3 separate regions of the Mus musculus genome follow, and all the other regions are linked to region 3. A link is a contact called in public Hi-C data. All regions are on one chromosome and are shown on one strand. The core of a region is the stretch at or near the end of the contact, and the rest is flanking DNA. Distances in the headings are between cores, read along the strand shown.

Region 1 (2,700 bases), core at 111-2,610, 400 kb before region 3:
CAAAAAAAAGTTTTATATAGAGTTAAACTTTAAGTTCATAAATATGTTTTCCTTCTGTTTGGGTAATCAAAAATTGAGGCATAAGTAAGAATGTATGATATGGTTGTCTGTAGTCACAAAACTTTTCTGACTGAATTAAAACAATGCTTCATCTTTGTTAATAGTAAAAGTGGTAATGCATTATGACATGTATAAGAAGGTATGAGGTGAGGAGAATTTGGACATGAGTATATCATGTGCACTTTTAGAAATATTATATCCAAGGCAAATGAATATAAAGACTCCCTAAAGTAGAAAAAAAAAAGAAGAAGACATTCAGCAAGGCCCTAGACAATGGGCTACCAGATAGCGAGAGTAGAAATGAGGCACCTTAAATAACAATTAGTATTTATTATACTGGGAGGCAAGGTAGAGAAGTATCAATGCTCACACCACAACAGAAGCTTAAGTTTTGATAGCCATCTACTCATAATTTCAAAACAGCTGAAAAAAATAAGTTAAGAGATCATGGTACCACGTGACAGCTTAATGAGAAGAGAACAACTCAAAGAACTAGGAAACCATCAAATAAATCCCAAAATTAACAAATGGAAGGAAATACAGATCGTATAAAAACTTAAACTGGTGGTAGAAGAATAAGAGAAATGTTAATGAAAATATTAGCTGATTTTTGAAAAGGTGAGCAAAATTCATAAACATTTAGCCAGATTAAGAAAAACCCTTAGTTATCCTAGGAAAAATACCAAGAATGAATCATGAAAAACAAGGCAATCTGAACAGACCAGTAACAGATGAGTCTAATCCAGTATTGTGCATTTTATATTTATAAAAGTCCCACATTTATGGAATCAATAACACAACTGCATACCTTTCTTATTAAGCATGGATTCTTTTTTTTAATATAATAACATCTGAATACAGCTTTTTCTCCCTCTATTCTTCCCAGTTCTTCCCTACCTCTTCTGTTCCTTCCTGTTTCTCATTATAAAAGAACAGGCTTCTAAGAGATAACAACAAAACATAGCAAAATACAATATAATATAATAACATAAAACAAAAACCATCATATTGAAGTTGAACAGAACAAGCCAACAGAAAAATAAGTCCCTAGAGAGGGCACAAGAATTGGAGACCTGCTAGCTCACACACTCAGGAATCAAATAAAAACATTAAACTGAAAGTTATAAGTTATACACAGAGGACCTGATGCAGATCCATGCCAGCCTTGTATTTGCTGCTTCAGTCTTTGTGAGTTTATGTGACCTTTTCACAGTTGATTTAGAGGGCTATGTTTTCCTGCTGTGCTCCATCCCTTCTGGCTCTTACACTCTTTCCTCCTTCTCTTCCACAGGGTTACCTGAGCTCTGAAGGGAGGGGTTTATAGCTGTGTCTTCCAAGATCTCTTTCTCTGTGAAATGCCTGGGGCTGTGATATTTGTTCCCATCTGCTGCAGAAGGAAGGCTCTCTGGTGATGGCTGAATATGGCACTAGTCTATGCATATAGCAGAATATCATTAGGAGTGTTTTGTTTGTTTTTGACAAGTATTAGTTGGTCTTATCCTAGATTTCTGGGTTATCTAGCCTCTGGTCCTTGACACCCAAGCACTGTCAGGGTATGGGTTCCATTTCCTGGAGTGGGCCTTAAGTCAAATCATGCATTTCTTGGTTGTTATTTCCATAAGTTTTGTGCCATCATTGCCTTAGCATATTTTGCAGGTGGGACAGATTATAGATCAAAGTTTTCGTAGATGTGTTAAATTTTTTCTTTTGGTAGCCTTCATAGTACCTAAGACAACTAGAATGTAGGGATGAAGGCTCTGTATAGACACCATCTGGACTTCCTCATGTTCAATGAGTTGTGTGGGTGTTGTCCTCAGCGATTGGGCCTTACTGTCAGTTTGCAGAGAACAACCTATTATCTTGGCAACAAACAGCTTGGGTTGTTTGGGGATTTCCATGGTACCCTTTGGCCAACAATTCAATTGGATGAAACCCAGTCCTAGTACTGAATGTTGCATTTAGTGACAAGAGATTAGAACTATTCCAAGAATTAGAGAGAATAAATGAAAAGTCATTATATGTGATCAGCATTCCGTTGTCATCAGATAATGCATTATAAAACAGAAACTAAGTAGACCAGTATCCCAGATGAAAACAGGTGCAAAAAAAAACCCAATAAAATACTATTAAGCTACTTTTAACATGATCAAGTAGGATTTATCCCCAGGAAACAAGGATAATTCAGTATATGCAGAAATCAGCAAATGTGAAATGGCACACTAATAGAACGAAAACCAAGAATTGTATGATCATCTCAATAGATACAGAAAGGCAGCTGAGAAAATTTAGTGTCTTTCTTAAGATGAAAACTCTCTACCAAATAACTGTACAAAGGATATGCTTCAACATAATAAAGGCCATTTACAAGGGTCCCAAATTTTACATTATGATTACTGAAAAAAGTTGAAAGTTTGTCTTCTAAACTCAAAAGAAAACAATCTTCACATACTTGGCATTTGTATTTATCAAACTCCTAAAAATTTTGCAAACAACACAAAGAAATAAACTCACCCAAATCACAAAGAAAGATCTTAAATTATCTCTGTGTGCAGATGACATGTTCTTACATACATAATTCTTAAAGATCATACACACACACACACACACACACACACACACATTGCTAGAACTAATACATCC
Region 2 (2,700 bases), core at 156-2,655, 380 kb before region 3:
TGATGGCTCATCGCCATTCAATACCCCAGTTCAAGGTGATATTTCACCCTCTTCTAGCATCCATGGACACCAGGCACACAAGGCATGCACATATGTACACACAGACAAAACATTCAAATGTAAAAATTAAAAATAAATAAATCTTTCTAGAGATATAAAAAGACCCAAAACACTGTATAACCAGCACTGTCTAACATGTTAAAACCGGACAACATACACCTATCAGTCTCATTTGACTCCAGGTCTCATGTAATATGTCAATATTTTTTATATTAGCATTGGTCATCACTGGGCTTTTACTGTGTCAGGCATGAGGTAAGTAAATTTTCATGGTACCTCAATAGCTTAAAACAATACATTGAACTTTATCTCATAATTAGAGTTGACAAGAGAATTTCTAGATGTCCTTGGCTACAGTCAACTTTCAGTCAGCTATGTGTTTATTCTCCAGTAGGTTTTCTGGCTCTAGATGTGTGGGGCTAGTGAGACATAAACTTGCCTTCTTTCAGGAGGCTAAGTTGAGCTAGTTTTAGTGGCAACAATAGTCCAAGGGGTCCGAAACAGAAGTGCAGGTCCTCTTGAGGTCCAAATGCAAAATATTTCAACTGTGCATGACAGCCTTCCAACTGTCCAAAGCAAATAAAAAATTGAGCAGACCAAGGGTCTTGCTATATGCCTAGAGTTTGAGCCAATGGTAACTGCAGTCCTGCCTGAATTTCAGAAGGTTGTTCGTCCTGGATTCCTCTTTGCTACATCTCAGATGTCTGCTAGCTCCCTTTTCCTCCATGGTTATCATATCAGGCAGGGAATACCAACTGCTGGCTCTTAGCCACCTTACAGCTATGGAGTTTACTTATCAGAGTACTTTTTTCTAGCAAGTGTCCCACTGGACAATAGGCAAATCTAGATATAATGCTTTGTCTCAAACCCTCACTGTATTTCAACTTCCATTGTTAAGCAGGCATTACACAATTCTGCTCAAAACAAAGCCAAATTGAGCTTCCTTGGGAAAGCTTGGATGGGGGATGTCTATAAAATATCTCTAAATGGGGCTACAATCTACTGCCTAGAAACATGAACATTGTCTAATTCTTCATTTATAAGCACTGTGAAAGACCTATCCCATCATTAGTCTATGTATTCCAGAAGCTGCAAATCCCAAACGTCCTTAAAGGTTGCAAGCATATTTGCTGAAAGACTAAGGAACTGGCTTCATGAGTTCCAGATTGCTGAATGCTAGCCCTACATATGTTGCAAAAGCATGACTGGTTTGCAAACTGTTGGGGACAAATCCCTTGTTTTCCTTCTGGCTTGGTTTTGAATAGAGAGTAGGATGCTAGGCGGGACGGAGTGGGTGTAGAGCTAGAACAGGCATTGTTGTGCAGGGCTCTGGATGCCCCTGCACGAAGTCTGAAACAAAAAGCAAAGATTCATTTGGCAAACAGCTTTTAGGATGAGTCATGTGAGGGAAGTAGGGCTGGGTGTCCACTCTTTGTGCTTTCTGGGGATCATGGAAATATTTAAATTGTTGGGGAAATAGAGTGGGTAGGAAGCAAGTAGAAAAGGTAAGAGAGGGGGGAGGGAGGGCTCGAGAAGGGGAGGGAGGGAGGGAGAGAGGGAGGGAAGGAGGGAAGGAGGGAGGGAAAGAGGGAGGGAAGGGGAGAGAGAAAGGTAAAGGGAGAGAGAGGGAAAAGGATAGAGGGGGAAGGGAGAGAGAGAGAGAGAGAGAGAGAGAGAGACTTTCCTAACTTTAAAGGAAGAAATAACAAGCTCCTCGCTTTGTTTAAAAGTATAAATTGTAACAAGAGAAATGGCCTTCTCTGATTATAGAAAGCTCTTAAAATTCTGGTGGTTTGAAAGGTTTAAGAGGCTTTAATTGAGCTGTGCATGGTTTTAGACATCTATAATCTCAGCTTTCAGGAAGATGAGGTAGGAGAATCACAAGTTCAAGATCAGTTTAAGCTATAGAGAGACCCTATCTCAATTTTTGAAGAAAGAAAAGACAAAGGAACAGAAGAAATTGGACACTCCAATTCAGGGTTTCTCTTCTAACAAAGTATCTGATTCAGTTTGCTTTAATACATTTAAGTTGCTGAGAATTTTTAATTCATTTATAGTGAGCATATATAACAGAGATCCAGTACTAGACCCTATGTTTCAGATTATATTTTCAATATTTAATACATTCAATCAAAAGAAAGAAAGTACAACATAGTTCCATGGCAGCTTCTTTTTTTTCTTTTTTTTTCTTTTCTTTTCTTTTCTTTTCTTTTCTTTTCTTTTCTTTTCTTTTCTTTTCTTTTCCCTTCCTTCCTTCCTTCCTTCCTTCCTTCCTTCCTTCCTTCCTTCCTTCTTTTTTCAATTTTTTATTAGATATTTTCTTCCTTTACATTTCAAATGCTATCCTGAAAGTCCCCTATGCCCTCCCCACACCTTGCTCCCCTACCCTCCCACTCCCACTTCTTGGCCCTGGCGTTCCCCTGTACTGGGGCATATAAAGTTTACAATACCAAGGGGCCTCTCTTCCCAATGATGGCCCACTAAGCCATCTTCTGCTACATATGCAGCTAGAGTCACGCTCTGGGGGTACTGGTTAGTTCATATTGTTGTTCCTCCTATAGGGTTGCAGACCCCTTCAGCTCCTTGGGTACTTTCTCTAGGTCCTTCTTTAGGGGCCCTGTGTTCCAGCCAATAGATGAC
Region 3 (2,700 bases), core at 196-2,695:
ACTTTCACAAGCGAAATTCTTGGGGAGCTCTCCAAAAACCTTGTTGCTGAACATATTTATAGAAATGTGAAAATAAAACAACTCTCAAAGGATAACAGTGTAAAAAAAACTTTGGCTATTTATATTAAACTCCTACCAAAACAGCATGCAGTCCCCTCAACTTGGGACGATAAAAAGAATTCCAGAGCAAATAAAGTTACCTGGAGGGACAGGGTCTCCTGGTATAATTTAGGTTGGCCTGAAATTCACTATATAGCCCAAGCTGGCTGCACACTACCACCAGTCCTCCTGCCTCGACCTCTCGAGTGCTACGATTACAGGCTTGAGGCACTAAATGTGGCTTGAGGGGTACTTTTAAAGTATTTTGACTCAAAACCAATGAGATGTGTTGTTTAAATACAGTACACCTGAAACTCTGAGCTGCCCACTTTTTGCCTCCTTGTAAAAAGTCCTGCCATGTGCTGCCCATCTTTACTTAAGTACTTCGTTTGAAAGGTCAGCCAGTTCTATTAGAAATTCTGCTCAGCTTGATTTCAGTCTCTGTGTCCTGCTCTCATTTGATAAGGAATGCATGCCAATGATCTACGGTTAGCTGCTTGGTGGCGACTGCTTTTCCTCCCTAAAGCCCTTCCCCGGCTTTTCTTTCTCCCTCTCCACCACCCACATGCTGCTCTTATTCGGACTACTTCAACTGCCTCTATCACTCATCCACACCATTCCTGGCCTCCCTGTGCACCCACGTGCATACCCTTAGTGTGGCTCCATTTAACCCCTTGCTTGCCTGACAAATACAAACTCAACTAGGCTGGCGGAGTCTAGCACTCACGGGGACTGTGCACAGGTTTTGCAGTTCCCACCCAGAAACTAATCAGGCTCCCATCAGCAAACAGATCACATTACATAAGGCAGCTGGAAGGCGGCTCGGAGGCTGGGAAGCCAGATCACAAGGCTGCTGCTTCACCCACGTGCTGGTGAATCTTCCATCAGCCCCTCGGGAGAAGCAAACCCAGACGTCTGTAGTTAACAGCGTACATTTTGTGCCTGCCAGCGAGCACGCAGGTATAGAATACAATCTGCTAGGTTTTACGTCCATGTACCCCCAAATCAAAATACTCAGCAGAGACCATGTAGCCCCCAGGGAATACAGAAACATTTTTCCTTCTTTGAAATTCCTTCAACTCTTTATTAAGCCTCGTACTTATCCGAGAATAGCTTTTGTTTTACTGCCTGGGCAGTATGCGTTTAATGACTAATGGGCACAAAGCAGGACAACCCTGTCACACACACACACACACACACACACACACACACACACACACAAATGGGTAACCCAAATTCTCCCTTCCTGCTCCTTAGATAAGCCTTCACACTTCACTGCTCAGTGGAAAGCAAAGAAGGCATGGGGTGAACTGAATTCAGCTGTTGTTACCTGATTCTGACCACACTGGAAGGAGTCTAATTTTCAGGCACAGATTTGGTTTACGCAGTGAGTGGGCAGGTGGAACCTCCTCCACCTAGAAAGGAATCGTGATAAGGGAGAATTTTTTTTAAAGGTGGGGGAAGAGCCTAGAAACGAAATCCGTTTTCATCGCACGTGATGTGTGCAGATCTTAAAGTAGGTTGTTGCACTTCTGCACTGGGCTGTGTTTTGCCTTCGATGGATGCACATTCAGCTTGAGGCGATGCTGATAGCCGTGATTAAGCAGCGCTTCCAAGGGAAAATGTTTTGTTGTTTTCCTACCAAGATAGGAAATGCTTGTTTAGTATGCAAGAAAACTCCTCCCATTTCTGAAATGGAATTTACGTTATACGGTCTTTTGTTAGATGGTTAAGATTGCACTGCATGGTAGAAAGGACGTTAGGAGAATTTTAAGTGAGAGAGAGGGAGGAAAAAGAATGCAGGAGATAAAGAAGGGTGGGAGGTAGATACGAAGGGGGAGTGTAAGGGGGAAGAATCCAGGAATGCTTAAGCAAAGTAGAGAAAGAAAGGGGAGTGTGGATCCATTGTTCACAATAGAAGGGCTAGTTAAAACCACCAATTTCAGGAGCCAGGAGGGCATCTCGATTAGGGAAATCCCAGCTATGTGCAGCCCCTACCCCGCTGGGAATATCTGCTGACAGGAATGTAATGGAAAGTGTAGCTGATGTGAGAATCACCAGAGAAAGAAAGCCTAGGACTCTGCTGGGGAAGAGGATTTTTCTCAAACAAGAAAGAAGTGAACCCATTCATTCTAAATGAAAGATGCCAAGTGTATATACAAAGATGGAATATAGAAACTCTCCCAAAGGGACATTAAACACTGTAATTGCGTCATTGTCTATAGACCTGCAGCCGACTTCCATCTCAAACAATATAAGAAAATAACAATTCTTCATGAATTATTCAGAGGTTCCCTTTGTGGCAGTCACACACTGTACAACTAAGGCCCCACAGATCTTCTTCAAGGAGCCTGTGGAACTATTTCTTACATAAGTGTGGGAAGGTGGCAGCTGGCTTTAAGTTCAGTGACAATGCTTTCAGCCTATTTGACTAATAATTTCGAAAGTCTTTTGCAACAACTTTGTAACACTTAATGCTGAATTGTGTTTAGTGTGTCATGTTTTGGACATCTTGGTCAGTTGCCTTTGCTGTAGCTGCCACTATCAATGTTAATGATAATAATATTTTGTTGGTGCAATGAGGTTGTGTAATAAAGAAGA

What was found. Hi-C and Micro-C count contacts between places; a contact is called where the count stands out from the background.
Region 1: a Hi-C map of cerebellum shows a contact between it and region 3, with 3 times the contacts expected there. The contact joins two enhancer-like sites. A contact is called at or near these places in 5 of 484 Hi-C or Micro-C datasets (cerebellar granule neurons, cerebellum, cerebral cortex and 1 more) and 1 of 115 datasets of contacts at active chromatin or transcription factors (neural progenitor cells).
Region 2: a contact with region 3 is called in a Hi-C map of ventral hippocampal neurons, with 2.5 times the contacts expected there. The contact joins two enhancer-like sites. A contact is called at or near these places in 1 of 39 promoter capture datasets (hippocampal neurons), 5 of 484 Hi-C or Micro-C datasets (cerebellar granule neurons, cerebral cortex, forebrain and 1 more) and 1 of 115 datasets of contacts at active chromatin or transcription factors (neural progenitor cells).

The regions. Positions count from the first base shown.
Region 1 is chrX:158,525,316-158,528,015 of GRCm38.p6, forward strand. No RefSeq gene overlaps it. Among named protein-coding and RNA genes, the nearest start is that of Cnksr2, 480 kb to the left of the region's middle. Within about 2 kb of position 1,361, at least 1 of the 459 cell types and tissues checked has an H3K27ac peak or open chromatin away from gene starts, as enhancers often do. A contact at or near this core is called in cerebellum, where this site is marked.
Region 2 is chrX:158,542,891-158,545,590 of GRCm38.p6, forward strand. No RefSeq gene overlaps it. Among named protein-coding and RNA genes, the nearest start is that of Cnksr2, 500 kb to the left of the region's middle. Within about 2 kb of position 1,406, at least 7 of the 459 cell types and tissues checked have an H3K27ac peak or open chromatin away from gene starts, as enhancers often do. A contact at or near this core is called in ventral hippocampal neurons, where this site is marked.
Region 3 is chrX:158,922,491-158,925,190 of GRCm38.p6, forward strand. No RefSeq gene overlaps it. Among named protein-coding and RNA genes, the nearest start is that of Rps6ka3, 330 kb to the right of the region's middle. Within about 2 kb of position 1,446, at least 45 of the 459 cell types and tissues checked have an H3K27ac peak or open chromatin away from gene starts, as enhancers often do. A contact at or near this core is called in cerebellum and ventral hippocampal neurons, where this site is marked.